5 separate regions of the Mus musculus genome follow, and regions 1, 2, 3 and 5 are each linked to region 4. A link is a contact called in public HiChIP or PLAC-seq and promoter capture Hi-C data. All regions are on one chromosome and are shown on one strand. The core of a region is the stretch at or near the end of the contact, and the rest is flanking DNA. Distances in the headings are between cores, read along the strand shown. Region 1 holds the start of Mettl3 (methyltransferase like 3). Region 2 holds the start of Olfr1509 (olfactory receptor 1509). Region 3 holds the start of Arhgef40 (Rho guanine nucleotide exchange factor (GEF) 40). Region 4 holds the start of Ttc5 (tetratricopeptide repeat domain 5). Region 5 holds the start of Ap5m1 (adaptor-related protein complex 5, mu 1 subunit).

Evidence for each region. Promoter capture Hi-C pulls out the DNA fragments that hold promoters and counts their contacts. HiChIP or PLAC-seq counts read pairs in DNA pulled down with a chosen protein or histone mark.
Region 1: a promoter capture Hi-C map of pre-B cells shows a contact between it and region 4, with 5 times the contacts expected there. The contact joins the promoter of Mettl3 here to the promoter of Ttc5 in region 4. A contact is called at or near these places in 6 of 39 promoter capture datasets (the 3T3-L1 cell line, cranial neural crest, hippocampal neurons and 2 more).
Region 2: a contact with region 4 is called in a promoter capture Hi-C map of pre-B cells, with 3 times the contacts expected there. The contact joins the promoter of Olfr1509 here to the promoter of Ttc5 in region 4. A contact is called at or near these places in 3 of 39 promoter capture datasets (cranial neural crest, frontonasal cranial neural crest and pre-B cells).
Region 3: a promoter capture Hi-C map of cranial neural crest shows a contact between it and region 4. The contact joins the promoter of Arhgef40 here to the promoter of Ttc5 in region 4. A contact is called at or near these places in 3 of 39 promoter capture datasets (cranial neural crest, hippocampal neurons and liver).
Region 5: an H3K27ac HiChIP or PLAC-seq map of extraembryonic endoderm stem cells shows a contact between it and region 4, with 12 times the contacts expected there. The contact joins the promoter of Ap5m1 here to the promoter of Ttc5 in region 4. A contact is called at or near these places in 1 of 39 promoter capture datasets (embryonic stem cells), 2 of 484 Hi-C or Micro-C datasets (liver and muscle stem cells), 2 of 115 datasets of contacts at active chromatin or transcription factors (extraembryonic endoderm stem cells and pro-B cells) and 2 of 9 other capture datasets (adipose tissue and liver).

The regions. Positions count from the first base shown.
Region 1 is chr14:52,301,062-52,306,829 of GRCm38.p6, reverse strand. It overlaps Mettl3 (methyltransferase like 3), which reads left to right and starts at 1,706. Exons shown (of 11, transcript NM_019721.2): 1 at 1,706-1,942. The coding sequence starts at 1,843.
Region 2 is chr14:52,447,610-52,452,622 of GRCm38.p6, reverse strand. It overlaps Olfr1509 (olfactory receptor 1509), which reads right to left and starts at 2,230. Exons shown (of 1, transcript NM_020514.2): 1 at 1,221-2,230. The coding sequence starts at 2,208. The coding sequence ends at 1,282. It also overlaps Tcra.
Region 3 is chr14:51,981,525-51,986,911 of GRCm38.p6, reverse strand. Arhgef40 (Rho guanine nucleotide exchange factor (GEF) 40) reads right to left here and starts at 2,079. Exons shown (of 24, transcript NM_198249.4): 1 at 1,921-2,079. The coding sequence starts at 1,923. Gm16617 (predicted gene, 16617) reads left to right here. Exons shown (of 3, transcript NR_045728.1): 3 at 73-523.
Region 4 is chr14:50,783,829-50,789,108 of GRCm38.p6, reverse strand. Ttc5 (tetratricopeptide repeat domain 5) reads left to right here and starts at 3,589. Exons shown (of 10, transcript NM_001080949.2): 1 at 3,589-3,671. The coding sequence starts at 3,621.
Region 5 is chr14:49,063,191-49,068,838 of GRCm38.p6, reverse strand. Ap5m1 (adaptor-related protein complex 5, mu 1 subunit) reads right to left here and starts at 2,290. Exons shown (of 8, transcript NM_144535.5): 1 at 1,975-2,290. The coding sequence starts at 2,048. Exoc5 (exocyst complex component 5) reads left to right here and starts at 2,172. Exons shown (of 18, transcript NM_207214.3): 1 at 2,172-2,713. The coding sequence starts at 2,687.

The sequences.
Region 1 (5,768 bases), core at 457-2,956, 1.5 Mb before region 4:
AGCTGAAGTGAGGAGTGCAACGTCGTCTCACAATCGCGTAAACCCTGACTCTGCTTTGCTGCCCTGGAGATCTCTGGCATACTATGGCATACTATGCACATATTTGCCACTTAGCTATCACCCACCACCCCCGTTTTTATTTATTTATTTGAGTACACACTGTAGCTGTCTTCAGACACACCAGAGGAAGTCATTGGATCCCATTACAAATGGTTGTGAACCACTATGTGGTTGCTGGGAATTGAACTCAGGACCTCTGGAAGAGCAGACAGTGCTCTTCATTGCTGAGTCATCTCTCCAGCCCCTTAACTTTTCATTATTTAGGGACTATTTTATTAGTTTTTGTAATCAAACTACTGTACATAAGACCATTCAGTGCAATAATAGAAATAATTTTACTTTAGTTTTTGTTTCTGGATAGGTTTGATAGCCAGCCCAGGAGATCTACTGTTCTCTGCCTTTCCAACACTGAGATAACAACTGCCTAGTCATGGGCTGGAGATAAGGCTCAGTGGTAAAGAGCACAATTTATTATTACAGAATTGAACTCAGGTTCAAACCCTAGCACCCACATTGTACATCACAATTGCCTGTAACTCTAGTTCACGAAGATGACTCCGTCTTCTGGTCTCCAGGGGAGCCAGGTATGTGTGTGTGTGTGTGTGTGTGTGTGTGTACAAACACACATATACAAATATTCAAACACAAAAATAAACCTTTTTCTAAATTAAGCTAAAACAATGTCTGCCACCCCACACAGCTTTGCCTTAAATTTATGTGGGTTCTGGGAATCTCAGAATCTCATGCTTTCACAGCAAACACTTTACTGAGCTACCTCCCCATTTCTTGCACATTTTCTTTTAAAAAAAAAAAAAAGAACAAATTTATTATATGTATATGAGTACACTGTAGCCGTCTTCAGGCACACCAGAAAAGGGCAACGGATCCCAATTACAGATGGATATGAGTAACCATGTGGTTGCTGGGAATTGAACTCAGGACCTCTGGGAGAGCACTGAGTGCTCTTACCTGCCGAGACATCTCTCCACTCATCCTGAACATTTTTAAAGAGTGCTCCCTCACGCTGAAAAAGATGGTTCCCTAATTAAGATGTTTGTCTTAGAATATGCCTGAATTCCCAGAACTCGGATATTGAGGCAGGAGGATTGTGAGTTGCAGAACCACATAGTGAAACTCCACTCTCCTTTCACACACTTTGTATAGAAAGAAAGAAAGAAAGAAAGAAAGAAAGAAAGAAAGAAAGAAAGAAAGAAAGAAAGAAAGAAAGAAAGAAGGAGGGAGGGAGGGAGGGAGGGAGGGAGGGAGGGAGGGAGGGAGGGAGGGAGGGAGGGAGGGAGGAAGGAAGGAAGGAAGGAAGATAATATTTAACTTAGAAAATCTGGGGCCTTAAGGGCAGAAATCTATGATACAGTGCTTGACCGTATGTGCAAGGACCAGAATATACAATCAACCAGACTAACAGTCTGTTCACTCCTTCCCGTCCATCCATCTCTCCACGCATACACCCACCCGTCAAACACTCACACTTGTTCTAGCCCTGCTATTTTAAATGCGTTGTCACTAACGACTTAAAGAAACAACATGGCGGGTCTGCCAGCTACCAACATGGCAAACACAGCCTCAGCGCTCCCGGAAACACGAGAGAGAACTACCGTGAGGATTACGTCCGGCTGGTTCGCCAACCGGAAGTGGCTTTTCATCTTGGCTCTATCCGGCTGGCCTTCGGGCGTCCTCGTGAGAATTAGATGTTTCTTAGTTCTAGGCTGGGGAGGTGCTAGTCCGCCGCGCCTGATTCGAGCCGAGTCCGCGCTGGGAGCTAGGATGTCGGACACGTGGAGCTCTATCCAGGCCCATAAGAAACAGCTGGACTCGCTTCGCGAGAGATTGCAGCGGCGACGGAAGCAGGACTCTGGGCACTTGGGTGAGGTGCGGGGTGGTCGGGGCGGGCCTGGGCGGGGCGAGAGACTCCTGGAGAGGAAGACAGCCCCGGGCTCTGCGCCCTTTCCGGAGCAGCCCTTTATTGGACTCCTCGATTGTTGGTTACCCCATCTTTCCCGAGTAGCTGAAACGCATGCCCACCTGCGGGAAAGCTTGCAGTGCCTCCTCCCGGGCGTCGGTTTTTCAAGCGTAACACCACACCAACATGGGTCCACTCCTCTCCTTGGGTCCCATTCCAGTCCTGTCTAGGAGAATGTTGCGTCCGTGAAGCCTCTCAGTACCTTATTCCGAGAGCCAGCAAAACCCGTTTTGTTGCTTCTGTGCCTGTTTTACCTTAGTTGTAACGTTTGCTTTGTCACTGTCTTTTCTTTCCCATGTGGGCGGGGAGCAAGGATTGCTTCTGTATATCTATCCCCAGAGCCCGGTTTAGCAGCCACAACAGGGTCCTCACTAGGACCTTCTCACTAGGACCTTAATGAATGAGTAGTGCAAGTGTTTACAAACGTAGCAAGAATCTGAAAACACTTGATTTTGGTCTTTAAACATTTTCCCCCTCCCCCTTGTATGACAAAGTTAGAAAAATTGAAGGCACTTAAAAGAGTACTACCCTAATAGCCTTCTCCAGCACAAGCTCAATTATTTAAGGTAAACCAGTTGCAAAGCTCTGCGAGAATACCGAATCCATACTACATGTGTGGGTAGCATGTCAGTGCTTTGCAGTATTCACAGCTCACAACAGCAGACCTTGGTGAAATTCAGTCTCACCGTAATTTGTGAACATTTATTGCATATCTACACTACTCATGGGTTTCGGCAAAAAGAAGACACTGCTGTTACCTTAAAGGAGCTTAAAAATCTATGTGAGAATCAAAGAAGATTAGAAGAAAAAGCAGGGAGAAAAACCCTTCATGGTGGCTCATGCCTGTAATCCCAGCACTTTTTTTTTTAAAAGATTTATTTATTTATTATATGTAAGTACACTGTAGCTGTCCTCAGACACTCCAGAAGAGGGAGTCAGATCTTGTTACAGATGGTTGTGAGCCACCATGTGGTTGCTGGGATTTGAACTTCAGACCTTCGGAAGAGCAGTCGGGTGCTCTTACCCACTGAGCCATCTCACCAGCCCATCCCAGCACTTTTTTAAACAAGAGGGATATCTGTGAGTTTGAGGCCAGCCTGGTATACACAGTGAGTTCCAGGACAGCCAGAACTACCTAGAGAGACCCTGCCTCAAAACAAAACAACAAAGCCAAAAAAAAAAAAAGAAAAGAAAAAGAAAGAAAGTGTCACAGCTACAGTATTATATATGTAAGATGCTAAATGAATGGGTCCACAGTCGCTACAATGACTAAGAAATGGGGCAAGCTTAATGGGGACTTCCTACTGGAGTTGCCAGTTAAATTTGGCCTTGATTTTTAAACTGCATTAGCCAATACAAGATTTATCAGATTACATAATTTAAAAAAGATAATAGGGCATTATGGAACACAAAGTGCAAAACATAGGAAAAGGGAATAATTAGAAACCAAGATTTGAGAGTTCGAAGCCAGCATGGTGTACATAGTGAGTTCCAGGATAGCCAGAGCTACACAGTAAGACCCTATCTCAAACACACCAGGAATGAAGAACAGTAACACTTTAATCAAAAAATGTAACAGGCACAGCAGTTAGATTCCTTGTTTTGAGTTGATAGATTCTTTGTTTTGTTTGAAATAAACCTAATAGCAAAAAGTTTGTTTAAACATATTTGGCATTAGGTATCATTGCATATTTCTATAAAATACCAGTTTTAACTATATTTGTAGCTTGAAAAGCAGTCTATGTTTCCACATAGAATTTCGGCTAGATTACATCAAAAAGGATGTTTCTTTGGCTTTAATTAGAAGTTTGAAATCATGGAAAACACTCAAGAATTTAAGACTTATTTACTAACATTTGTTTTGGTCATGGACAGCTTTCCCAAAGTATGCTCATTAAATTGGGCTAGACAAAAAAAAAAAAAAAACCCTACAAAGTCAATGTATAATAAGAATTGCCATGTTGGGTGGTGGTGGCGCACATACAAATCTTAGTTTGCACTTAGGAGGCAGAGTCAAAGGCTAGCCTGGTCTACAGAGCAAATTTCAGGATGGCTGGGGCTATACAGAGAAACCTTGTCTTGAAAAACAAAACAACAACAATAAAAAAGAATTGCCTGGAGTTTTGATTAACAAAATAAACATTTGTAGGAATAGGATTGTATTACACAGTGCTTGGCACACATGTTTGTTTGTTTTTTATGTAAGTGTTTTGCCTTCACGGAATTATGTGCCCCACATGTGTGCCCAATACCCTTCAAAGCCAGAAGAAATCTTTGGATCCCATGAAACTGGATTACAAATAGTTGTCAGCCACCATATATGTTCTGGGGACCAAACCCCAGGTTTGAACAGCAAGCATTTTAACCATTGAGCCATCTTTTCAGCCTTGGCCACATAATTGAGTATAAATGGGGAAATGGTTAATATATGACTTAAAACCATTTCAAAATCTACCTAACAAGCTAGGCATGGCATTACATGCCTATAACCCCATCAGGAGGTTAGAAATTTTTAGGTTAGCGTGGGCTAAGTAGATCCTATCTCAGACAAACAAGGCCAGGCATGATAGTTCATACCTGTAATCTCAGTACTTAGGAGGCTAAGGCAGCAGAGTTTGAGGCTGTACTGGGTTACATAGTAGGTTCCAGACCAGCCTGGACTAAATAGTAAGACCCTGTGAAAAAAATCAGGCATCTCCATGACAAAGTAGTGATATAATTTGACTTACAACTTACCAATAATAGGATAGTTGTGGTGGTATATGCCTTCAGTTCCAGCACTTGGGAGACAAAGCGAGGCAGACTTTTGGACTACATAGTGAGTTCCAGGACAGCCAGAGCTACAAAAAACAAACAAAAAAAAACCCCACCTATACTTTTATAGTCCCTATCAAAAAAATCCTTTTTTTTTTTTTTTTTTTTTAAGGGGAGGGGAAAATGTCTCACCATGTAACTCTGGCTGGTCTGGAACTTACTATATACACCAAGCTGGCCTCAAACTCAGAGCTAACTGCCTGCCTCCGCTTGCCTGGGACTAAAAGGCAATGTGCTTCTATGCCCGGCTGCCTTTTTAAATGTATTATTTTGAGAAAGGTTTGCTAAACTGTCTAGACTTAGACATGAATTACTCTGTAGCCCAAAGCTTCTGTGATCCTTCCTGCCTTAGCCTCCCAAGCTTACAGGCCTGGCTTCCACAACTTATACATTAGCCCCCTTGGCATACTTTGAATCAAGAAAACACTTTAACACTTACGTTTGTTAATAGAATCTGAATTCCTTTTTGAAAAGAGCTCGTGTTTCCTTGTTACAGTGGCTTTTATCATCGTGCATATTTGCTCATTGAAAGTAAATTTTTGGTACTTCAAATTTATAACTTCAATAAGAAAGTTCAGGATTTGCTCCTAGTGTATGCCTCTGTTTTAGTTCACATTTATTAGACTTGTAGGATCTCTGAATTCCAAGAGTCTAATATCCACCAGCACAGTCCTGCTGAAGGCAAGTATTTCTCTTAACACTGTTGTAAGTGTGCTATGTAGCAATTATTACTTACATTTCTTTGTATACTTTTAGCTAAGGCCAATTATTTTAAACCATCCAAACCTTTACTGTGCTTCCATGACCTTTTCATGTGTACAGTGGTGGAGTAAGATCATATAGTGGGAATATGCTGGGACCATCATTTGCTGATCAGGCCTTTGGCCAAGTATTCCAAGGGCCTGGTGTTTATGTT
Region 2 (5,013 bases), core at 981-3,480, 1.7 Mb before region 4:
AATAAAATCCACTGTGTATATTTTTTAAGAAACAAAATACTTGAAGATAAATTTAATGAATTGTGTTTTATTATAAATTTAAATGATAGTATTAATGAAGAAACTAAAGAAAACATAAACAAATAATAGGATACCTCAAATTAGAAGATTGAGGTTGAATATTTTTCAGTTTAGTTCTCTTCCAAGTTGTCTATCGAGATCATGTGACCCCAGTCCAGATTCCAACATTTTCCTCTGTAGAAAAATGTTTCCCAAGAAAATGTATAACATTTTGAGAAAGATCAATAAGGTCACATAACATCACTGAAAGTCCACTATCAAACTAAAATAGTCAAGACAGTGTGCTCATATATAAATATAGACATGAAAGTCAATGTAAAGAATTACAAATAAAACCACTGGACTGAGGTCAGGGACTCTATGGAAGTTAGGGGAACTGGAGAAGCTGAAGGGCATCACAGCCCCATAGGAAGAACAACTAACCAGTATCCCTAACCCGGACCCCTCAGAGCTCCCAGAGGCTAAGCCACCAACCAAAGAGCATACATGGTCTGGTCTGTGACCCATGACATATATGTAGCAGGAAACTACCTCCTCTGGCCTCAGTAGGAGAGGATGCGCCTAATCCTGTAGAGATCAGATGCCCCAAGGAAGGGAAATTCAGGGGGTTAGGGGCAGATGGGAGCAGGTAGGTGGTTGGGTGGGGAAGTACCCTCTCAGAGGCAAAGGGGAGTAGGAAGGGGTGAAGAACTCTGGAACGGAGGACTGGAAAGGGGGGGCAACATTTAAAATGTAAATAAATAAAATAATTTAATTAAAAAAGAGTTACAAATGAATCTACACTTGAAAGATCGAGTCTTTTTCAATAGAAGTAATTTAATAATAAAATAAACGTCTCAAATTGTGCCATATCAAGCCAATGGATAGTAAAACAAATCTCAAACTTACTTCATACCACAAAGAAAAACTAAACCCCAAACATTATACACCTAGAATTCAAAATGGAATTATAAAATTTGCAAAGTAGAACAGCCAAAACTCTTTGAGGCTTGGACGTAGACAGATTCCAGTGTGAAAGGATCAACCATGAAAATAAAAAGTCATAATTAATTTAGTCAAAATGTTTAACTTTTCACCTTCTGAGTATTTTATTAAGAAAATGTATTTTCGGAGCTGGAGAAATGGCTCAGCGTTTAAGAGCACTTGTTACTTCCACATTCAGGATGTGGTCACAACCGTGACTGTTATCACAACATCACACAAGCACACACACACATGATTTCATGAGCAAATTCGTCTCTGCCTGAGATGCTTCATGGCAGTTTTCACTTCCTCATTCCTCAAAGTGTAAATGAGAGGATTCAACAAAGGGGTGACCACTGTGTAGAAAACCGATACCACCTTGTCGATGGAGAAGCTGCTATCTGGCCGAGTGTAGAGGAAGATACATGGCCCAAAGAACAGGGCGACCACCATGAAGTGGGCTGAGCAGGTGGACAGGGCTTTCCGACGACCTTCTGCAGACTGTTTTCGAAGAGAAAACAGGATGACTGTGTAAGAAGTGACCAAGGCTAGAAAACATACGAGGGAGATGGTTCCACTATTGGACACGATCAGAATCCCTGTAAGGTATGTATCTGTGCAGGCCAGCTTGATGACAGGAGGTACGTCACAGAAGTAGCTATCGATAATGTTTGGGCCACAGTAGGGTAGACGAATAGTCAAGAAGGTCTGCACAAGTGAATGAATAGTGCCCCCCAGCCAGAGTGCAAAGACAAGCTGTACACAGACCTTCATGTTCATCACATTGGAGTAATGCAATGGGATGCAGATAGCCACATAACGATCATACGCCATAATCGTCAGCAGAAAGATCTCAGAACAAGCAAAGAGATGTAGGAAGAAGAGCTGTGCAATGCAATTGTCAAAGGAAATGGTCTTCCTCTCTAAAAGCAAACCCTCAAGCATCTTGGGCACGGTGACAGATGAGTGGCAGATGTCAATGAAGGACAGATTGCTCAGAAAGAAGTACATGGGATTGTGGAGACGTGGCGTGAAGACTATGGTAACAACAATGAGGAAGTTCCCCAAAAGTGTTAACATATAAGTGACTGTAAATGGTACGAAAAACAGAATCTCCAACACCCAGTTGTCAGTGAGGCCCAGGAAGATAAATTCAGTCACTCTTGTTTGATTTAGAGCTCCCATCTAATGAGCGTTCCGGAGGATCTGGGGATGGGGGTTAAATTTTAAATTATCCTGAGTAATACAGAGATGAAGTCATTGAAATGACTGTTTTTCTTTGAGGCTTGGCATGAATATGTAAGTTATTTTAAATCCTTGCCCCTTTTTTTAACCTGGTTCTTTTCATTTCAGAATAATCCACAAAGAATAGTATCAGACTTGTGCCAAAATCATAAAGCTCCAAGGAAGACCACTCATTATTTGACTTCTGTTATTAAGATAATCTTTAAAACTTTAACAGTATTTTGTTTTGTCCAGTGTGGGGTCATTTTACATTTATTAAAATACTATTCATTTCTTACTTTGTTTTTGTATTACCTCAAAGTACTGACTTTAGAAAAACTATCCTGATTCAATAAAAGTTTGCTTCTCTTTCATAATTATTTTATGGTACTTAACTATAAAAGAAAGTAGGAGATTTAGTTTTGATTTCCATAAGCTAAGCTGTTCTTTAAAAGTACAGAAGAAACAGAAAGACTTTAAACGCCAGAACACCAGGAAAACTGGCTGTGAGATACTATTTCCTAGGAATGACAGAGAAGTTTTGCCAATGATACACCAATATGGCTGCCTAAACAACACCTGAACAAGTACAATACCAGTAGATTCAGTAACATGAAAGGAGACAACCTCATGAGGCCGCAGTTGTAAACAAAGAACTACAGGCAACTAAGAAATACTGAGAGTGGAAGAGATAGTATTCCCCTATTTGGTTATCCAACACAAAGTGACGAGCCCTGAAATTATATATACACAGTAACACTAAACACTACAGACTGAGCAAGTTGTATTTACATATTTATATATTTGTACATTAATGTTTAAATATTATATGTATACATATATATCTTAATAAAAAGAGGCCATGATTTAGGAAGGAGCAAGGGAGGGTATATGGTAAGGTTTAGATGGAGGGAAAGGAAGGAGGAAATAATATAATTAAATTCTAATTGTAAAAAGTATTTTTTCAAAAAGTAATAACCACAGATGACTTACCTCTTGCAGCACTTGGCAAGTGCCTTGTACTTTGTAGGTTGGCAGAAAAAAACTCTTATTTGCAGTAAACTAACTTCTTAGGTATTGTGAGTCTAATCACGCCCTCTCAATTGAACTAATAAACCACAAACTATGATTCTTTCAGTTCTGTAATGTAACTTTTCTGCCAGGAAAATTATATACTATCGCATTGTTCCTATTGTTCATGATGCCTGGGTGACCATAAACTATAAGAGTTTTAAAAGGTAATCATCACAAATCATCCAAAATGAGGCTTTGATCTAATTATTTCACTTAGGGCAAGGTAGTCTCATACAGTGTCCAAACTACAGAAAAAAAAAATAATAAAGATGGAGGAATTTTAAATCTAGTACTATTTGAAGCAGCCTAACAGTCATGGGTTGACTTGAGGGGAGTCTGTATGAATGGCTGAACTTGACTAGGTTTGTATCCACTCATTAAGAATGATGGTGATACAGAAGTGGATGCTTACAGTCAGCTATTGGATAGATCACAGGGTCCCCAATGGAGGAGCTAGAGAAAGTACCCAAGGAGCTGAAGGGTACTGCAACACTATAAGGTGGAACAACATTATGAACTAACCAGTAACCCCCAGAGCTCGTGTCTCTAGCTGCATATGTGTCAGAAGATGGCCTAGTCGGCCATCAGTGGAAAGAGAGGCCCATTGGACTTGCAAACTTTATATGCCTCAGTACAGGGGAACACCAGGGCCAAGAAGTGGGAGTGCGGGGAGGGGAGGGAGGGTATGGGGGACTTTTGGGATAGCATTGGAAATGTAAATGAAGAAAATACCTAAGAAAGAAAGAAAGAAAGAAAGAAAGAAAGAAAGAAAGAAAGAAAGAAAGAAAGAAAGAAAGAAAGGAAGGAAGGAAGGAAGGAAGGAAGGAAGGAAGGAAGGAAGGAAGGAAGGAAGGAAGGAAGGAAGGAAGGAAGGAAGGAAGGAAGGAAGAAAGAAAGAAAGAAAGAAAGAAAGAAAGAAAGAAAGAAAGAAAGAAAGAAAGAAAGAAAGAAAGAAAGAAAGAAAGAAAGGTGATAAGAGAGCTATTGAACCAGTACATAATGGTGATGTTTGATAGTATATTATCGACATTCTGTTACATGCTAGTGCTCCATAATTTATCAAAAGACAAAAAGAAGACTGGAAAAAAATGTCAGAACACATGGGACAGAAAAGGAGAATATTCCCTTATTCAAAGACACTTAAAATTTGATAGTAAAATATAAATGATCACATTAAAAATGATTAAAGAATACAAACTCAATGACCACTGGAATGGAATCACAAAGGGGACATGTGTCTGAGTGATAGTCATTCAGGAGAGTTAGAGAATAAAACCAAGTACATTTCTTTTTATCACATTGGCAAAAGCATGAAAAATGGATCCAGTGTTTACATACTGTTACTGACAGTATTCTTAAGACCTCTTGTGGGAAACAAGTTTGCAGTACTGAAGAGAATTTTAATGTCTACTTCTTGGCCAAGGAATCCCATTTTCAGGACTGAATTTCATAGAACTAAGGGAACTGGTAACTAGGTACACACTTATTGAAATACTTTTTAGTAAAATGAGGTATTGGAAACAAACAATGCTTATCAATACCTCATTTAGAAATAGATGATTTTTAAAGTTTGTTAACGTTTATCTTATTATTTTAGGGGTATGTGTGTTTTGTCTGTGCAACATGAACATGCCTAGGACGTTGAAGACTAGAAAAGATCCTGCGGAACTTAAGTTACAGACAGTTATGAGC
Region 3 (5,387 bases), core at 830-3,329, 1.2 Mb before region 4:
GGTGGGAAGAAAGAAGATGAGAAGACTGTGGCTATCTCAGGCCTTTATAGCATCCCTTTCTTTCATTCCCAGAACCTGTGGGATTGGCCACAATGAATCAAATGGTGGAGCCATTTGAAAGAAGATAAAGACATACCCAAAATTCTTGGAGAAGAGAGGAGGTGGTCTGATGCTATGTATTCCAGTTTTTTTTCTTTCTTTTTCTAGTTCCAGAGGGTTCTGTCTGATAACCTGTCTCAAAGACTAAGTCGTGTCCCGTACTGACCAACTCCCTAAGTGAATCATTCATTGGGCTACGTTTCTTCACTCACTTCCTAAACAACAACTCTGGGGTCTACTTCTTTGCATGTCCATATCTCTCTCAAGATGGCTTTTTAAGTTCCGTTTATCAGATGTCTTTGCTGTAAATGAGGAAAGTATTTTGCAGTATTTATTTCTCTACCTCTCTTTGCATTTACTAGCTCTCTACCCATTGCAGACGGTTCTGCTTCCACCCCAAGACAAAAATTACTTATTTTACTCTGAAATCTCTCCAGCCAGAGTTGCTTAATCCCGGCTGTTTGGGAAGATTAGGGTATTCAGACACCCCAGAGACCAGCATTCTGTGTTATCAGAGCCCAAACTTGGCTCCAAGGTGTGGGCGAGCAGACAGACCCTCAGTGTTCTCAGGACTGTGTACGTGGGTGGGAAGAAGGGTAGGGGTGAGGTTGGGTGGGCCCGAGCTCCGAAGTTAGGATCCGGGGAGCTACTGCTTGAGCAGCGAAGCAGCTGCAACCCATTAGGGGCGGTGAGCTCATGGCTGAACAAGAGTCGCAGCCACAGGAAACGGCCTCGGCAGGAGGGGAGGAGGGGTCTGGAGCAGGCGGAGGTGGGCAGGAGCCCAAGACACCAGGCCTCTGGTCGGCTGGGACCAAACGACGGGCGAGACTGAGTCAGCGCTCACTGGCCTAGTTCCTGTCTTGCTCCAACCCTCTGAGCAGGGTGATGCTTCCCAGACTCTCCGTAGACATTGCCCTGGCAGGGCCTCTCCCCCTCCTCCACTCTGCAATGAGCATTATAGGCTGCACCCGCCTGGGCAGTGGGCGCTCTCCCCGTAGTACTTCATAGTACTTCTGGCCGGAAAGTTCCGGGCTTAGTGTTCACTCTGGTTGACATGGGCTTCTGGTACCCTGAGCTGCTGCTCTCCGAGCCTCTGCTCTACAGGATTCCATCCAGATCCCTCCCTGCAGCGACAGTGCTCTGAGGCAGGCACTGTCAGGAACAGCTCAGTTCCCTGCAGCTGCATGAACCTCGGGGAACTTTGTCCCAAAAACTATGGTTTTGGCTCTGGCAACGTCACGCCCATTGGTACTGCGGAACACCCCCTACCCACCCCCAAACAGCCCCCTTTCTGTGAGGGAATTTCCCTTTGGACATGCCCTTTGGCCCTGGCCCAGCCACAGCTGTGGCTAGTCCCTCAGGGCCGGATGGGTGGGCCCATCTCACCGGGTTTGGGGACTGGGATGGAAAATGGTGGTTCCAGGCAGGTCAGTTCTCATGACCCAGGACAGTGCCCTTTCAAGGGCTGCCGCCAGACCAACTCGCAGAGGGTCTCCAGGAGTGAAAAACTGAGATAGGGAGGGGGAGGGAAAACTCAGCAAAAGAAGACTGGGTAGGACCAAAAAGACCGGGGGTGGGATGTGTGCAAAGACCATCGAAGGATGGGGAGGTGGCACAGAAGAAAGAAAGGGTCATGGCAATACTCGGTAGGGACTGAGCAGGCAGCAGGACCGCAGATCGAAGAAAAGAAGGGGGGATGGGAGGGTGGAGAGTCTCCGAAGCGCCAAGGAGCGCTAAGCGGGCACAAGAGGCACGGGGCTGGGGGCCCGGAGCGGGCTGCGCGAAGGCCGAGGGGACACCGGGGTGCTTCGCGGGACTCACCATGGCTCGGCGTCGGGAGGTGTCCCACTCTCCGGCGGGCGGGCGGGGCGGGTGAGCCACCGCCTCCCTCCGGGCGCTCAGTCTCGCCGGGTCTAGCTGCAGGACAACTCGCGCGGCGACCGCGGCTCTCCCCGCTCGTTCGGCAGCCCAGGCCGCGGGGGCCCCGCCAGGGAGGGCCGAGACGGCCGCCTGCACCGCCCCGCCCAGCCCGGGACCCCAGCCGAGAAGCCCCCCCAACCCTGGCCACAAGCCTCGCCTCCGCTCCCCTGGCTGTCTGCTGCCAGCCCGCCCCGCCCCCTCCGAGAACCGCCCAGCTGAGGACGCCCCGGGTTTCCCGCGTCTTCTTCGCTCTGCGGGATCAGTTCAGCCTCAGCTCGGGACCCTGCAGGGGACCCGCCTAGGTCCCAGGTTGCCCGGCGGCCAAAAGCCTTCTTCCATCTCTAGGGTCCATGACACATCTCCGGTCCGTGGCAAGGCTTGGCAAGGTCCTGGGGCCCAGGTCGATCCACAGCCTTTAGTTCCCTTTAGGTAGAGCTGAAGGCCGGGAAATTAGGGTATTCCCCCAAGCCTTGGGCGTTTGCCCGCCCTTCTTCCCCTTCCACCTTCTTGGGTCTCAAGGCTCCATGAGACTACAATGGGCTCCTGTGTGCAGCCTGGGGAGGGCGGGGGATGAGGGGAATTACGAAGTAAAGGCTTGGCATGTGGGGTGGGGGGATATGTGTCACGGCTGAGAGGCCAGGGCCCCGGGATCAGGATCCCTCTGTAGGGTCTGGGGGCGTTTGCGGAGTTGCTCCACGCTGCCTTTGCCTTTTTCTCTACCTTAGACCCCTGTTGCTCTGCGGTTAGAGAAGGGGAAGCAACAGTTCCCGGATTAGACCCCACGCTTTAGTACTGATGTCAGATCTTTCCTTCTTGTTGCAGGGCGATAGTGGCCCATATGCTAGGGCTTTTGGCAGTGACTATTATCTTACACTTCAGACAAAAGGGGCTAGGCTCCTTTAATTTTTTTTTTTTTTTGCCTCACCTACAAACTCGAGTATCACTTCTACATGGAAGTGAAGGCCGAGTGGGGTCTCTCAAAAAGGCTTGAGGAACCGCAGCACATCAAGGGGTTGCCCTGCCTGTCTCTGAGTCACAGACTGGTCCAAAAGGTGGACATTTGGGAGGCGATCTGAAAGGTACTCATTTCCCAGAGAGATCGTGAAGGTGTTGGCATTGCAGTTAGAGGGTAAAGTTTATTTAGAAGACGTGTGGTAGTGGATACAGTCGATGAGGCTTGGAGCAGGAGGAGAAGAAAGGGCCTCCATGACAGGCTCTTTTCATCTTAGGATGCTACATTCTGCCCCTTTTCCTGTGGGTCTGGAGAAGGGAGAAACTTAATTCATGGGGATGACACGAGCCCTCTGGTTCATAGGGTTAAAAAAGAATCTCAAGCAGGGAAAACCCTGTGATTAACCGGCAAGAACTGTGGAGCTATCTCCAACCTTCCAGTTAAGGTAGACTCTTCAGTCTCCTTGTTATTAATGACCAAGAGAGTGAGATTTTACTACCCCCTGGTGTCTGCCTGGTAAATACTGCCCAGCAGCAGGTTGTAGAGGCCTTCTAGGGAAGTTTTTTTTCAGAGGATTTTCTGTAAACCTTACTCATCAAATCTAGTTCACCCATTCTCGGTCTGGAACGATTGAACCTTCCCTTATTGGAACTTAAGATTCCTTATGCTCAAATCATTTGGTAGAATCCAGGGACACCCATAGCTAGGCAGTGAGATATAAACATATATCATGGGAAAAAAGATCCATTCAAAAGCTTTGAACTGGTGGCGTGAAGGAGTTTGGATTTAGGTTCTGAGATATAAGTTATCCCTTCTTACCATGAGTTTCAGTACATGGTGTGTGCTTACAGTGGTTAACAGCCCTTTCTCCGTAGGGAACTCTTACCTACCAGTGTGCATACAATGCAGTCTGAGTTGGTGTGTGCTCTTTGGTAGGTGATGTGAAGGGATAGCATAAAGCAGAGATAGAGAAGATACCAAGCTAACAGGTCCTCTCCTGCATCACAGATACTTTTCAATGTGGTTTATATATTTTTATTTATTATTTATTTTTATTAGATTTTTTCTTTATTTACATTTCAAATGCTATTCTGAAAGTTCCCTATACCCTCCCTCCGCCCTGCTTCCCTACCCACCGACTCCTGCTTCTTGGCCCGGGTGTTCCCCTGTACTGGGGCAAATAAAGTTTGCAAGAACAAGGGCCTCTCTTCCCAGTGATGGCCGACTAGGCCATCTTCTGATACAAATGCAGCTAGAGACACGAGTTCTGGGGGTACTGGTTAGTTCATATTGTTGTTCCACCTATAGGGTTGCAGACCCCTTCATCTCCTTGGGTACTTTCTCTAGCTCCTCCATTGGGGGCCCTGTGTTCCATCTTATAGATGACTGTGAGCATCTACTTCTGTGGTTTATATATTTCGAGTTCTTTCGAACCTAGAAAATTCCTACATATTTCATAGAAGAAGACATTTCATTTTATTGAAATGATGTAACTTTGAATATATACTGTACAGTACTTGGGAAAGCCAGGGCTTGTGTCCAGCTGTCTGACTCCACATTTTCACTCTTAACCAAGTTGTAAGTTATAGTAGTTTAGCTGTCAAAGTACATACAAGAACTTTATTATACCACCTTTTCTACCACCTCACTGTCCCATTAATATAATGTTGCTTTTGTAATAGTGCTGAGTGTCTAAAAGTGGTAAATGTGTCTCTGTGGACCAAAGGAGAAAGAAAGTCCACTTCTATCTAGACTTGGTATAGAATAATAGTTAAATCAATTCCTAAGAAGTGTTCTGTATGGTTGCAATGGAGAAGCTGTGCATGGAGTTACCCTAACGTGGGGGGAAGGCAGAAGAAACAGCTGTGTGTGTAACGTGTACTGCCTAGGTAATGAGCTGCAACATACCAGCCATGCATAGAGGGTTGATGCTTTGGGCTGCCCACCAATCCTTAGCCACCTGAGGAGGAGCTGTGGTAAGGGTCCTGCTTCAGTTCTGTACCTCAGTCAAGAGAAAATTGGAGGACCATAAAGGGGAGTTTTAGGATCAGATATGAAGGGATGTGTTCTTGTTAGCAGCACTTTCCAAGGAAACTGGGTATCAAAAGTTAGTTGTTTTAGGATAAGAATAAATAAATATTGCATTGGCTCTATTTGGTGTGATTTTTCTGTTTTACGTTACTTTTTGATTGATAACATTTCTTTAAAAGTTTATAACTCGGGGGCTGGAGAGATGGTCCAGCAGTTAAGTACATTGATTGCTCGTCTGAAGAAGGTCCTGAGTTCAATTCCCACATGGTGGCTCACAACCATCTGTAATGCAATATTCTGGTGTGTTTGAAGATGGCTAAATGTATTCATCTACAAGTAAATAAAGTTAAACGAAAGCTTATAACTTGTGGGGCTGGAGAGATGG
Region 4 (5,280 bases), core at 2,340-4,839:
CGTGAGCCACCACCACCCGGCATATTTTTATTTTTAATTATCTGTGTCCCTGTGCACAAGAGTGTGAAGACTTTGGTCTCTAGCATTCTAATTACCTAATCTAAAATGCTGAATAAAGGCCATCTTTATTGAGCTGTACAGCAAATATAGTCATGAGGACCCAAGTGGTGGTGATGTACAACTTTTATCTCAGGAGACAGAGGCAAGCAGATTTCTAAGTTTGAGGCCAGCCTGGTCTACAGAGTGAATTCTAGGACAGCCAGGGCTGCACAGAGAAACCCTGTCTCAAGAACCTATACAAACCAAAAAGGACCAAGTAGCTTTTGCTTAGTCTTCTATGCAAATCTTATAAGGGAGAAAATTGTTTTTCTGGCCTTGCTTACAGAACATTGCTAAGGCTGTGAATTCAGGTGAGCCCGGAGATGCACTGGAGGTCCAGAGTGTAGTAAGACTGACTCTACAGTGTTCTCTTGGTTCAGTCAATTCTGAACAGGTTGACTATAAAGTACGAGTGGTTCCTACTTAGAAATGACCTCAAAGCACATTAACATGGTTACAGATTAGGTGAAAGATTTGTGAAGGTCAACTTTAATCAGAACTTATCAAGCCATTCCTATACTAGTGCTGCTGACTATAAGAAGGTATATTAATGCTTTTAAACAGTTTTTCTTTATCAAGTACTATTTCTGACTTATAGGGTAATTGTGCCTAGTTAGTACATTCAATTAGTGTTCCACTAGAGGGCGAACAGTAACTGGATTCCAAGGGTTTTCCCTCCACATACACCAGTGTGAGACGGAGTTAACCTTTCTAGCTTTGTTTTTGTGGAGACATTATTATTATTATTTTTCAGGCCTGAGCTTACTATGGAGATGGTCAGTGAATTTTGCCAGATAAGGACACTTGGTGACAGTCTGTTTCCAGAGGTTGGGGATGGTGGGGGCAAGACCCACAGTAGCTGTGGGTCTTAAAGGTGGCATCAATGGTGGCCTTGGCAAAGTTGTCCATGGTGGCAAGTACAGCCCCTGGTTGATGGGTAGCAGTTATCAATACTGGCCAGCAATCATGAGCTTCTTGGGGACAGGAGCAGAGACATGCCAGTGCCTCTGGGAGCAGGGATAAGATGCACCAACAGAGACACAGTGACTTGTCATCTTGCATGGCACAGTGTGGGGCTTGCCAGTCTTGCTTCCCTAGTCGCCTTTCTGCACAGGGCAGAAAGCTTGGTTGAGATGATTGCCCCTTGATGGCATTGCCTACCTCCCTGAAGCACCTAACACCAAGACCAATAAGTGAAAATACATATTTTATAGCTAGTAAAAAGATTTTAGATTATAGTTTAAGAAATATTCTTTCTATGAGATTTTTCAATTTTGTTGGAAAAATATAAGGAAATAGGCATCTTGAACAGTTTGAAATATAAGTAGGGTAAATTTGAAAAAAATTTAATTATAAACTGTCAGGAATATTATGTTTCTTAAAAAAGTTAATTTTAATTTGCATGTCAGGCTTTTCATTTTTTATGATTTCTTTTTTTTTTTTTTTACCTTATGTGCATTAGTGTTTTTGCCTGCATGCATGTATGCCTGTGTAAGTGTGTCAGATAGCTTAGAACTGGAATTATAGTCAGTTGTGGTCTGCCATGTGGGTGTTAGGAACTGAACCTGGATCCTCTGGAAAGGCAGCAAGTGCTCTTAACTACTGCACCATCTCGACTGCCCCATTGTGGGCTCTTTTAAAGGCATGAAAAAAAGCAGAGGGAATTGTAGGCTTAGATTTTTTTTTCAAAACGTACTTTAATAAGGGTCCTTAAATTCTTTAACTTCACTTCTAGCCTCCCACCCACCAGAGGTCATGCAAAAGAAAGGTTATTAGGACACGGGAAGTGGACCTGTTTAGTTTAGAAAGAGTTCTTTGGGTGATTCCAATCTTTGTTGTCAGCATTATCAGCAGTTCACTCTACTAGCAAACTACCACACACCAATCAGCAGATGCAGTTCCATCCACTCAGCAGACACCACATACGAGTTCAGCAGCTGTAGCTGGATTCAGAATAAACTGAGAGGCTCTGCTGGGTCGGTGTGGAGTCTGTGGAAATGGCAAGAAGCCGTCGGAATATCATGAGAAGTTCTTGGGTGAGTTACTCTCTGTTAAGATCAGTGAGAAGCAGAGATCAGCAAGGTGGTGCAAGGCCTAGAGCGCTATCAACTGAGACTAGCGAGGTGCAAGATGAGCCAAAGCACAAGCCTTGTCCCACTCACTGTCTGTGGGATCATATTTATATTCTTTCTCAAGTGTCTGCTTCAGCTAAACATCCTCTCACCTGTGTCTGCTTCAGCCAAACATCCTTTCACCTGTCTGCCCCAGCAAAGCATTATGACCTGAGTCTCCAGAAATTTCCACTTCAGGAAATGATCACTTTTTTTCTTTGTCTCTGCTGCACAGTCTTTTTGGAAGCATTTGGAGGTGTTTAATGTCTTTTTGCAGAGATAATTTTTTTAGCAAAGGAATTTTAAAAGTTTTAAGATTGTGGTTGGATGTGGTGATGCCTGTCTGTAATCTCAGGACTTAGAAGGCAGAGACAGGAGGAACTCCTTGAGTTCGAGGTCAGCCTGATCTACATACAGACTTTCAGACAATTGAGGTTACATAGTGAGACCGTGTCTCAAAACTTAAAAACCAGGGGTAACGAATGTCTATAATCCAAGCACTTGGAAGTGGTTGCAGGAAGATCAGGGATTCAAGGTTATTTTTGGCTACATAGCAAGTTCCAGGCCAGCTTGGGATATATCAGACTCTGTCTCAAACAAACAGAAGGTTTAAATTTTTCATTTTTGAATAGGCAATTCATGTTCAAGGTAAAAAATGGAAAATACACTGAGAAGACTTCTCAAGTCACCTGCAGTTCTCAATCCCTGTTTCTCTCTTCAGAGATGGTTTATTACAGAAATAATAAACATGAGAACATTATTAATGTACAGTATGGTGGCATGCCAGCCTCAAACATAGTAGACTTATTAGGATCATACATTAAAAAGCTAAAAATTACACGTGCAGATATCTTCAGTTGGTATATATTCAGACAAGTTCCCTTGCAGGGAGTTCTCTTCCAAATACCACCTGACATGCATACTTTCATAGTCGGCCTTGCTTTCTAAGAGTGATGTAAAAAAGGACAAGAATATACAAAACAAAACAAAAAAATGAATGGAATTAATTTAAGAACATTTTGATTCCAGAATTTGGGAAGGGAATTATAAAACTAGGAAATTTATTTATGAAACCGAAAGTGATCACAAACTCAGCAGGTGTTTGTTATCCCAGTTTGAGGGTTTGTGGCAAAAGTCCAGCCTGGACAACATAGCCACGTTGATCTACGTGGCCAATCTGATCTACTTGGTGGGTGAGATTCTGTCGCAATAAAAAGAAGCAAAACAAAACCCCAAAGCAGTTCTAGGGCATCTTTGAGACACCAAGTTCTGGATTAAGTTGGGTTGTAGCTGTGTCTCTGAGGCGCAGATGGGCCTCCGGAGCCCCAGGGGTCGCTGTGGTTTCAGCGTAGGCATGGCTGAGTCTCTGTGGTTGAAAAGTTGGGGGAGGAGACGCTGAGAGCGGCTGGGATGATGGCTGATGAAGAGGAAGAAGCGAAGCACGTCTTGCAGAAATTGCAGGTGAGGCTGTGAGTTAAAATCTTTTGGCTCCTTGCTCTGAAAGGAGGAAGTGCAGTGGTCAGGGCCCGGGCGGCGGAGTGCGGCGGTTCAGCCGGTGCTGAGGGCTGCTCGGTGGGCGCCCGGAGGGAGTCTGCCCACCGGGTTTCCTCGGTAACAAGTAGCTTTGTACGCGGAGTGGCAGGTGGCTGCCGACTGTTAACCGAGTTGTTTGTGCTCCACAGCAGCAGCCATTTCTTTAGCATCTTTCTGCATTGAACTTGGCCACACTCAGAAATAGACTGCAGAACAGATGCCCTGGTTGTTGGTTTTCGGATTTGTCGAGTTAATCTCTTAACCCCACCCACTCCCCAGGTGACTATTGTGGAAAGGCAGAGAGGAGTTTCCTTCAAGTATGCGTTTTTATTTTTGTTTTTAATAGTTAAGATTTTCTTTAAGCCTCCGAAACTTAGTTTGTGGTCGAAGACATCCTTGCATTTAAACTAGATACACTTCTAGCAATTTTGTTTGTTGTTTTGAATCAGGGTCGCCTGGAACTGGCTTTACAGGCCACGCTGGCCTCGAACTCCTAAAGATCTACTTGTCTCTGCCTCGCAGGTGGTGAGATGAAAGGCCTGAGCCACCAAATCTAACAAAATTTAAAGCATTGATTAGGTTTCTTTGTTTCTTGTGGGAGTTAAAAGAACACTCAGAACATGGACTTTGGTTAACTATTCCTTAGTGGGATTGGCAGAAGTCAGATTTTTAATCCTATCGGCAGCGAGACTTTGGATGCACTTTGTACATTTGTATGCATAGGAAAGAAATACAAAACGTTATGCAGAATGGTGTTGTCCTTGAGGCTATTTGGAGTGGCCGTGAATCACTTCCTGTTTTCACACTTTCCTATTCATTAACAACTCATTTGTGTTGCTGTTGCCACCACAGAAGTTTGTTCAGCAAAATCAAAACGACTAAAACACAACAATAACACTTTCCTTTAACTTTACAGCCATGCTCATTGCATGACAAAAAGAAACTGGCTGTGACTGTTGCTTAGAACTCTCTTAAAAATTCCACAAATTGTGTTCCACAGATCATGTTGACCATTTTATTATTATTATAGAACAGAGTAGAGCATGCTGACTTTATATATGTGCTGAAACCAGTCTCTTCAGGACCTGTTTTTCCTGGGAATAATATACATAAAGTTAAGAAATACTTATAAAGAAGGTGTCAGCTTATTGTTTTTATCAGGGTAGGACTTTACTTATGCATACGAATTTGTTAATAACATAGGCACTACATTAGTTAATTTAACCACTGTATTTAATGTGAGTTGATCATGACCCAGCCCTTGTTCTAGTGATTAAGTATAGCCCTAATCAACAAGAAATTCTTTCCATTATGGAACTTACATCAGCCATTTCAGAAAGTAATGAATGAATAGGCCATATCATTTAAAATGATAGGCATTTTGGAAAAAAAAAAGTGTGATTAACTAGAGAGGAGGAGAGGAAGGCACTAATTAGGTTTAGGTCAGCGGTCCTCAACCTTCCTAATGCTGTGACCCCTTAATATAATTCCTCATGTTGTGGTGATCAGGACTATAACATTATTTTTGTTGCTACTT
Region 5 (5,648 bases), core at 1,041-3,540, 1.7 Mb after region 4:
TGCATGGCTTCTTCAGAGAACTTACTTTTTCAATTAACAAAAAGTCTCACTTCTATTACAATGTTAAGATACAAATACATGCACATAAAACCAGAACACTGGCACAAAAAAGAAAGTAATAGAACAGAGGCAGACCAATGTTTATATGAAGAAATATAGCAAACATCAATAGTGAGTCAATAAAAGACAGAGAGTTTACATAACGATGTTAGGAAAACTCAAGTCATATAAAGAAGAAGTGAAATTCCTACTTAACACCATATTCAAAGATGTACTCCTAGTGGACTTAAATATAACAGATAAAATTATACAGAATGGATAAAATGGTATCTTTGGAAAGGGTAATTCACAGAAAAGGTATTTCAAGAGTCTAATGAATATTGTTACAGAAAGGTATACAAATAGAAATTAGTTCTCCTTTACTGGTAAAATTAAAATAAGAGTCAGGGAAATACAGAAATTCATCGATTTCTTTTTTTTTAAGTGTTTATTTATTTTATGTATATGAGTACACTATAGTTGTCTTCTGACACACCAGAAGAGGGCATCAGATCACATTACAGATGGTTTTGAGCCACCACGTGGTTGCTGAGAACTGAACTCAGGACCTCTGGAAGAGCAGTCAGTGCTCTTAACTGCTGAGCCATTTCTCCAGCCCAATTCACTGATTTCTAATGACTCTGTTTGCATTCAGGGAAGCTATTTGTCAGTATTTTGTTAAATCAGTACAGACATGTTCTAAGGCCCTGTTTGAGGATGTTTACTAGATAGCACTGTTCTGAAAGGTAGAGGCAGCTTGGACCCTATCATTAAGGAATGTAAATAAAGAAAACCATAGATTCATACAGTTCAAGTATCTAGAGCTGCATTATCCAGTATGGTAGACACCAGGTACATGTGTTACTGAAATGTAAGCAAAACTAACAACTAATGGGGGTCATGGTTGTTGCATTCCTTTAATTCTAGTATTTGGAAACCAGAAGCAGGAGGGTATCTATGAGTTTGTGGCTAGCTTGGTCTACACAGTGAATTCTGGGTAAGCCAGTGGTACACAGTGAGGCTCTGTCTCAAAACCACAGCAACAAAAACCTAATAACTGAGTTCCTCAGTTACACCATTCAAATGCTTTCTGGTTTACATTCGAAGAGATTTAAAATTGGTCACCTTTCTACCATACATTGCTGCTTTCCAAGAACACACATCTACTCATTAACACAGAGGCTTCTTAGAAATAATGCCAAGAGACAGGTAACAACTTCAAGAACTGACAGATGGGATCTCCTGAAATCAAAACAGTTCTGCAAAGCAAATAAAACTACAAGCAAAGTGGCGAGACAGCCTATAGACTGGGGGGAACTTAGCCAGCTATACTTTATATCGGGGTTAATATCTAATATAAAGAACTGCAGAGTCCTCTCCATAGAATTATCTTGGTAAGATATGGCAAATTCTAAAGGTGGGACCAAACCACTTATGCCACCTGGATAAAAAGGTGACTGTAATTTAATTTTTCACACTTCTATTTTGCTCACCCACTAGAAGCTGCAAACTATAACGTTCTTTAAGCAATCATTTTTGTACCAAACTTAAACAGATGGAATTAATTTTAAAGATACATTAGTATAGCCGGGTGTCGTGGCCCACACCTGTAATCCCAGCACTCTGGAGGTATCTGTAAATTCAAGGCCAGCCTGGTCTACGTATCAAGTTCTAGGACAGCCAGGTATACATGAATCCTGTCTCAAATATATAAATAAATAAAGATACAATAGCAGTAATACTAGAAAACATGTAGCATCATGTAACAAGCAACTCATTCCTTACAACAAAGTGAGATAAACGTAGAAAGCCTAAATTGCCCAAGGGCACCCTGCTAGCTGCTCCTGGGACAGCTGAGACTCAGCGCACCACAAAAACTCCTGCTTAGATTCATCCTTGGACCCATCATGCCTGAGGATCCAGACTTGCAATTACCTGGAGAATCTGACGGTGCCTCCAAGTGGAGTTCCTGGTTCGTGACGTATGAGCCACACTGCCCGCAGGGCCATGGTTAAGCCTCCCAAGTATCAGAGCGATGTAGAAACTAAGGTCGCCATCCAGCCAAAGTAGACCCCGCCTTCTAGATGGGCTGTACCAGGCAACGTCCGGGTTCTCCCTGAGCCGCAAGAGCTCACTGGAGATGCTCGCTCTTCCGGGTGAGGTGACTCAAGTCTCCCGGTCCCTTCAAGAGATTAAAACACTCCTCAGAAGGTCTTAAGAACCTACACCCGGAATCTCAAGGGACTGGAATACTCTTCTCGCCCACTTCCGGGACGGCGGCCCGCGAGGCTCAAGACGCGTCACCCTGTCGCAAACGAGCGCCTCCGCGGCCCGCTCGCCGCTCGCTCCTTTCGCCCGCCCCGCGAAGTCGGCCGGGCGCGCGCAGCCCCACTTCCGGCGTGCGAGGCGGTGACAATGGGAGCGGCGCGGGCGGCGCCGGGAGGCAGCTGACAGGCGTCTGCGGCTCCGCTTCATGGCTGCTCTCCCTCTCTGCCTTCGCTGTGTGAGGACCGGGGCAGCCAGCAGCGGTGCGCAGCCCGGGCCGGAGGCGGTAGGCCGAGCTGGGACTGGTGAGCGGCGCCGCTGAGGCGCAGCATGTGAAGCGGAGACGGCCTCGAGCGCGGGGCGAGCCTCTCAGCCGGCCGGCATGGCCACGACGGCCGAGCTCTTCGAGGTGGGTCCCGGGGCTCGGCGGGCGGCGGCGGCGGCGGCGGGGGAGGGGCGGGTGGCGGCGGGACGCTGGGCCGGCTCGGGTGGCAGGGCGGCCAGACGTCCCGGAGACCGGACGGGCAGTGGGCAGGGCTGACTCCGGAGCCCAGGGCCGGCGAGCCGGGTCTTGCTGTGCGGATCCTCGCGACGGTGCTACAGGGGGCATCTGAATGGAGACTCTGGGGGGCTCCTCGGTGCCGAGGTTCCGACAAGCTCAGAAGCGGCCCTGGGGTGCCTGCCGTCTTACCTTACAGTCGAAAAGGCTGGGAGGATTCTTTTAAGGACAATAAAGGCCTACTTAGCCTCAGCACGGAAGGGAAGCGACACATCTTACTGCATTTAATTGCTGTGGAACCCTCCGACTGCTAGTTAAAGGATCCTTGGGCTGTGAGAAGCTGTGGGAGCGTTCAGGTGCATTTTCTTGAGTGTTTCAATATTTAAACTTGACAGTTGGATTTTGTGGCGTGTCAGTGTCAGAAGCGGTGAGGTTTGAGATAATGGAATGGGGTTACAAGACAATGAAACAGTATCTTCTTGTGTGGAAAAAAATAGAAGTAGTCATATGAAGAAAAATGAGGAATACACCTTCTCCCCCGCTGGGGCGTGATTACTCCATAGCAGCAGAAGTGTAAGTTGTAGAGAACACTGCAGTTCACAGTTAAGAATGTCACCATAGGTGAAAATTGTATCCATTGAGCATCAGCGTGTTCTGTGGCGTGAATTTTAAATGCCATTGTTTCCATTAAAAAAAAAATCTAACTTTTCAGTTACTTTTTTTTGTTACTGAACGTTGACTTGCAGTCATTCCTAGCATAGATACTGCATTTGTTTAGAGAAATAGCATGCCTAAATTGTAAGTTGTAATGAAAGTGATTTGAGTAAAAGTTATAATTACACCTAGGAAAAATTTATTGCTGTTCCTCAGATGTAAATGTCTGGAGATATTATAACATTTGCTTCACCAGTCATAAAATTCTGCTCATTTACTGTGTATCCTTGGTCAAGATACTAGGTAATTCTGTAATTACTTGTTTCAATTTTTATATCTTACAGGCTTTGGGATCTTTAAATAATACTTTCATGACGAGCTACTTATTAACAGAAAAACAGTATATTATCCTACTGTTATAGTGAATTCTCTTTAACATCCACAATTTCCTCTTGGATGGAAAATTATATTTTCTTCTTTAGACGTATACCAAGATGTCTTCAGTAACTTATTCGAAAATGTGTTTTCTTTCTCAGGGATGAAGAAAGTGGGGGTGGGGGGAAGGGGTGAAGAAATTTGTATTTTGTTCTCTAAGTCTTGTCATTTAGTGGAGTTGTTAAAGTTGTTTAGCTTAGTGACAGCAGTTCTGTAGGAGAGAAACCCAATGATGATACAGTAATCGGAAGATTCGTAGAACACACAGGCATATTGATAGGTCTCATAACTGGAGTGATCCCAACTCTGTCATTTGTAGTTGTTGTTTCATCAAAATCAGAAACATAATAATAGTTACAATGAAGTAGTGCCAGTTATGCATAATTAAGTCTGTTTGTCCTTTCCTGTGAGTCTAACCCTGCACTAGGTTCTGCTTGTGAATAAACCTTCATTCTCCAAGTGAAAAGTTACCTTTTTTTTTTTCTAATAGAAAGGGAAGAAGGAAAAAGGCCCCCAGTGTCTGCTGCCATTTCCTGCAGCTACTGCTACAAATATGGGTTGCAGATTAAGTCAGGCTGTGTCTTTCTCTCCTACTTCCCATTCTAAGTCACAGCTGGAGAGCAAGGGAAACAGGGCAGGATGTAGTCAAGGATATTTTGTTTTTATGCATCCTGGTTTTCATGTACTTCTAAATAGAATTGGACTTCCATTTTCCACATCAGAGAAATTAAGTGGAAACAAAGTTGAGCTTTGAATTTATGAAATTTCATTGCTAACTCTGCTTTTTATAAAATCTTATTACTGGTTTGGTGACTCATCCTTTTTTAAACAGACAACTTCTGACAATAAAATCAAACTGTAAATCTTTACTCAGTTGACGGGATGATTTATTACTAGGTGACTCAGTTATTACAATAATGTATATCCTGGAAGTTGCCCAGAATACCTTCTTAATTTCATTCCTCGTTGACAGGTCTTTCTGAAGGAATCTGTCTGTGGTGTTTTTAAGTAATAAACTCAGGATGGCCTATCTGAACTGAGATTCCTCAGTGGTTTGGATAGTCAGCATATTAAAACATGGCTTGAGTGGTAAATTCTTCTGTTGCTGCCTATATTGCTCTTTTTCTATGTACCACCGAAGATACTTCCTTCTCCTTTGTTGACTGTCTCTCCTGTCATTCTTACTGATTCTTCACATTTCTCTTGGTAGGTTACATTTTATAGGAGAGTTCTTTGTTAAAAACTAGGGCCAGTTATTCATTCAGTAAATATTTTTGAGTACTTATCAACTTCAAGATAAACTGCTAAAATTAACAGTATTGAATGTCTCATCAGACATGCCACAGAAAAGTCTATTCATTGGTTAAAAGATCCTGAAGTAAAAAATTATAGTTGGGGTAGACAGATGAGTTAACTGATAACATGGTGCAGAGGAAGGTCAGACTCCTTCTCCTGGGGTAATTAGGGAAAGTCCCACATACTAATAGTATCCCAAGTTAGGTGTTAATAGATGAGAGTAGAAACTTCAAGCAGGAGGGTAACTCCAGCTTGTAAGGGGAAGGGTAGACCAGTTTGGTCTACAGAGTGAGTTCCAGGACAGCCAGGGCTATACAGAGAAACCCTGTCTCGGAAAAAAAAAAAAAAGAAAAAAGAAAAAAAAAAGAAAGAAAGAAAGAAAGAAAGAAAAAGAAAGAAAGAAAGAAAGAAAGAAAGAAAGAAAGAAAGAAAGAAAGAAAGACTGAGAAGAGGGAAGAGG